2 separate regions of the Gossypium raimondii genome follow, and region 1 is linked to region 2. The links are chromatin contacts, called in public Hi-C maps. All regions are on one chromosome and are shown on one strand. Each heading gives the region's core, a stretch centred on a gene start, on an enhancer-like site or on the middle of the called end of the contact. The rest is flanking DNA. Distances are from core to core; before and after follow the strand shown. Region 1 has its middle 19 kb from the start of LOC105784599. Region 2 holds the start of LOC105784560 (protein ALP1-like).

Region 1 (2,700 bases), core at 17-2,516, 170 kb after region 2:
TCATTACAACATATCGTTAGTTGACTAATGTGAATTTAAAAGAGAAAACAATTCTTTTTCTATGTCATTTAAAAAGGTGAAATTGTGTTCATCAAAATAATTGTTTTCAAATTATGAGGTGTGTTGTAATGGTTGCTCACTTCATCTTTTAGTCATGTGGTTGGGGTTCAATCCCCACTTATGAAAATGAAGTAAATTTTATGGTCGACCATTTACCTCTTCGAAAAGCACCCACAACAAGAGGATCAGTCTCACTACCAACGATATATTCCTTGGTTATGACCAAAAAAATAATTGTTTTCCATTGGTTTTAAAAGTTTAGCTGAACATTATGACTTGAACTTTTTTTTACAATTCACGTTGGTTAATTAATATAATTTTCTAAGAGTGCGTTTAGATGAATAACTTTAATTTTTTGAGAATTTTAAAATGCTAACACTTTAGAATCCATTAATTCAAAATGCTAGTATTTGTAATTAATTTGTTTGGATAAATAATTGATTTAGGAAAAATTAGGTTGCTAAAATTTTACAAATTAAAAATTAATAATTATATTAAAATAAATAATATAAAAACATTCAATATGGATTTATATTTATAAAAATTATAAATATTTTTAATAAAATAATTCTAAAAAGTATTTATTAGAATTAAATAAAAATAATTTTGAAGTTTAAACTTTTTGTCTTATAATGAGATCATATGTATTAAATCAAATAAAATTATGAGGAATTTTGAAAAGACACCTCTTAAGTGAAATTTGAAAAATAAATTGAATTAATGAAATCTCTTGTTGAATTGGGAGTTTTGAAATTCTTCAATATATTTATTAAATAAGTAAATTTATTTTAAAATTTTAAAAACTTTAATAAAATAAAATATTTCACCCACACATACTCTAAAAGTTTTAATAATTTGAATTAAGATATACATCGTCAATAAAAAAGAACCGATCAAAATATGCTGAACTAAATCTTTAAATTTAGTATGGAGATGAAAATCACACTGTGATTTGAAAAAAAAAAAAGTAGAAAGTTGCGTGCCTTTTTACAAAAGAGGAAAGAAAAAGCCCAAGAAATAGGCTTGAGTGTTGGCCCAGTGTTCACAAACATCGATGCGAAGATGCCCTGCCCAGGGGCAGAACCAGCCAAGGGAAGTGATAATTGAGTGATTTATAATGAAAAAACCCCTTAGACAAAACGAGGCTTCTATTTTCTGAACCCCCTGTCCCCCTCCATCCCTACATCTTCCACTGCTTCTATGTTTCCTTTATACCACGCTTGTTCCCTTTACCCTTCTTTCGCTTTCCATTATCATGCCTTGGGTCCCCCATCATCATCATTATCTTCCATATTCTCTATTACATTCTCACACCCACATCTATATACATAAACAATTCCATGCTTTTTGTTCTGTAATAACCTTTGATTAAAGCTTTTGTTTATACCCTTCTGAAGGAAATAAAAAAGATGTTATCCCCATAATAATCTCAAATCCAATCATTTCTTTGCTATCTAAAGTCCATACATTTATGACTCATCTCAATCCTTCCCTTTTCAAAGGAATTAATCAAGCAAATCTTCTTTTTGTTTGGTATACACTTGAAATAAAAAAACTAATGCTTTTTTCAAATACGTAAAAAGAAAGGATTTTAATCATTCCTAATCGTAAAATGATACACAATTTTTATAAATTTATTGATAAAACGACAAATAACGTGTCAACCCATCGCATTGAGAAATAATGAACCAAAGTCCCCAACTGCCAATAAATCCCAAATTCCCTCTCTCTAGGACTCTTTCAAATTGAATCATTTAGGTGTTTGCAAAAGCAAAACTTTCCCTTCAGATCATATCCGGTACTTCATATGTTTTTAATTACGTTATAGTTGTGTTTAAATTTTGATGGATTAATATCTAGTTTTTCTTTGAATTTGTCTAAAAGTATTTAGATAGTACTTGAATTCGTATCTGAGTTTGTATGTCGTCATCTAGGTTAGTATTTCCATACTAACATGGTTTTTTATGTTGATGTGTTTTATAGTGGCACATGGAGTAAATTATATGTTAACCCCTAAAAAATTAACTTGTTAACAAATTGGGGACAATGTGTGTAACGTGATATAAATTTAAGTACTAATTAGATACTTTTAGATAAGTCAAGGAATAAACTACATATTAACTCAATTTTAATACTTTTATAATTTATGTTAGGTAAAATTTGAGATGTATTTTGAAAAATAAATTTTAAAATATTATATATTTTGTTTATGTCATGTAATAGTAGTGTATTTAGTTTTTTTTTTTTCTTTGGATTTTAGGTAGAGTCTTGACTTTTATAAATAAAGCCAAAAACTTTACCTTGCTTAAAGCTAAGTGGGTGGGTCCAAAATTATTGTTCAACATCAGATTTGGTTGATCTTATGTCAAAGACTAAAAAGGGGTGGTGGAGATTTAGGTAGGTGGCATAGATCACACAGGAGTCAACTTAAGAGATCTAACGTTTATGAGAGTGTATTGGGGTCTATGTACTTTAGCCACTTTTATGTTGTTGGTAAAAAAGTTCTTATAAAAAATATTATAAAATAATTATATTAAAATTAATTTAAGTTTTGATTGAAATGATAATATTGGTGTTTTAAAATTTTGGTTAAATTTTGTTATTATTATTTTTTTACTTTACGAAAGTTGTGGATTTAAC
Region 2 (2,700 bases), core at 108-2,607:
TGTCAATGATTAGACCCTTAAAACATTGACAGGAGGTATGCCTCAATGGGATCAGTACTTTAGTTTTAACATCTATAAACTACTTTAAATCTAATTAGATCAAGAAACTGCATGCCATTGAACACAAAAGAAGGGCCAAGTAGAAAAAAAATCATCCATATTAAACTTAGCAAAGGTTTGCAAAACTCTATATGGCAAGCTTAATGAACTTAAAGTGATAAAGGAAACGCTATATTAAACTCAGAAAGTGTAGATAAAAGAAACGCAGGAATCCTGGGGTGGGGTTAGTCATAAACTAATTAGAGATCAAAACAAGGTTAAGCTTTGAACATAGCATCCTGGGACCATTCCATAAATATAGTCCATGAAGAGTTTAAGTGTAAACATAAATTTAAGTGTACACATACATGATGCACTTTCGCCTACTGAAATCTCTTTAGATAAAAGGTTGCATTTCTTAAAACCCAAAAAGCTTTTACATCCCATATATCAAATTGGATATGTTAAAAACAATGTTTAACACAAAATTAAGAAGAAAAGCATATAATCTTTATGAAATGCATCTAAACTACTTTGAAGCAAAGCCAGTTAAGAGAAATCAATACCGAACTTCTTTTTCTTTTCCAATCAAGAAATTTCATATACAAAGCATACCAAATTTACAGATCCTAATTTTTTTCCTTCCATATCCAAGAAAAAGGAACATTCAAAGTGAATATCAAATTTGCAAATTTGGGTTTGTCTTATTTCACCAAGATATCCAAAACAAAGCACAACCACAATAGGAAAAGTTCACATTTGTAGAACGACCAGACTTCTTTGAAGCTAAAGTAATCACTTTTAGCATGACAAAGACCTTTTATTCTTTTTTCATTTTGAACATTTTTTATAACATTTTCATGTTCATATTTGAAGTTTGAATGGATAAATACAAGCGATAACAGCAACAGAAAGCAAAAAGAGACAGCCCAAGAAGATGCATAAAGTATATCAAACCAAATAATTGGAAACAACCTTTGCTTTGCTAGTTTATATCCAAATATGAAAGGGGAAAAGAAAAGTTGAAAGAACTGAAATAACTTTAACTAAAAAAATCAGAGAAAAAAATGGAATCAAAGGCACTTACTGTAAATAATAACGTTCAACTAGAAGGAAGATGAAGATGAAGATGGCAAATGGATGCTTGATTTGTCGTCGATTAAGGAGCTAATTTCTAGGGTTCAGTTTGGGGATAAATTTTAAGAAAGAAATCTACAGAAGTGAGTGAAAACGATGAAGAACAGACACGTGCTATTTTGGTCCAAAAAGGGGAAAAATGTTATTACGGGTGGTTTGGAATAGCAATTTAGACAAACATGTCCGGAATGGTTATTACAAGACCGCACGAAATAGGGACGGAATAGAATAGTTGGCTGAATAGAAAACTTTGAACCAAACATGGAATAGGGACGGAATTACTGTACCGCACGGAATAGGGATGGAATGGATACCAATTCCATCGAACCAAACATGGTGTAAGTGTGTGGCATTGGAGAAAATATCATGGCACTGTCACAACACAGAAGAAGTTACTTGGGAGTTAGAAGAGGCTATGAGATCTTAGTATCCCTATATTTTCTCAAGTAAATTTCGAGGACGAAATTTCTTAAAGAATGAAGAATTGTAACGTTTTCAATTTTAGTAGTACTGGAAAATGTGATTTTGAAACCCCATTTTCGTAAACTGAGTTCGTAAATATAAAATAATAATTATAGAGTTAATATAAAAATATATTGAAAAATGGTCAAGTAATTTAGTTGATATAATAGCTAATTAAAACTCAGGGATAAATTGTAAAAGTCAATTGCTATTGAGTTTTAAGTAAAGAAAGACTTGAGGACTTAAATAGCAATTATCTAAAGGACCAAAATGGTTATTAAACCATTTTAAGTGAGACTTAATGAGTGATGATGACATTTTCATTAAGTTATAATAATTTGATTAACATAATTAAGCTCGATTAAGTTAAATTAAACTAGATTAATTAAATCTAATTAAAGTATAAATATAAGAGAAAGTGGGAAAAGATGACAACCATCGTCATCTTCCTCACTTCACCGTCCTTTTGAAGAAGAAAATACCTAGAATTTAGCTTTGGCATTTGACCATTAATAAGGTGAGAAAACCAAGCCCATGTACCAATTCGATTTAGCTAGCCCATGTACCAATTCGATTAGCTTTTGAAATATTAACATGTTTCCATTATTGATATATTGACGAATTAGGTTTGGAATTGATAGATATTTAGCTTAGATTATGAAAAAGGACTATTAGAAAGTCAGTTAAGCTTGTTTGTTACACTTGTAACATTAGGGATCACGTTGAATAAATGTAAAATCATCATAATATTTTTCTAGAAATAGAAACTATAGGGTCCCTAATGAAAGAATGTGAAATTGAATTTTAATCCGAAGCTAAGAATCGAAAGATATACTTATCTCAAGTTTAGAGACTAAATTGAATAAAATGTAAAATATGTGTGAAATAAAAAAGGATTATTTAGGATCATGTAACTCTTGACATTGTGTGATGATGTATGGTATTGATTTGGTATATAAAAATAATTGTATAAACCAAAGTGGAGTGTCGAAACCATTTTTAATTTTAAAAAAAGGGGATCGACTTTAAAAAAATAAAATGGGAGTCGCCACCGACCTTTAT

What was found. Hi-C and Micro-C count contacts between places; a contact is called where the count stands out from the background.
Region 1: a contact with region 2 is called in a Hi-C map of leaf, with 2.9 times the contacts expected there. The contact joins the enhancer-like site here to the promoter of LOC105784560 in region 2. A contact is called at or near these places in 2 of 2 Hi-C or Micro-C datasets (both in leaf).

The regions. Positions count from the first base shown.
Region 1 is chr1:16,378,290-16,380,989 of ASM2569854v1, forward strand. No RefSeq gene overlaps it. Among protein-coding and RNA genes, the nearest start is that of LOC105784599, 19 kb to the right of the region's middle. Within about 2 kb of position 1,267, the one cell type or tissue checked has open chromatin away from gene starts, as enhancers often do. A contact at or near this core is called in leaf, where this site is marked.
Region 2 is chr1:16,212,743-16,215,442 of ASM2569854v1, forward strand. It overlaps LOC105784560 (protein ALP1-like), which reads right to left and starts at 1,358. Exons shown (of 3, transcript XM_052632396.1): 1 at 1,127-1,358.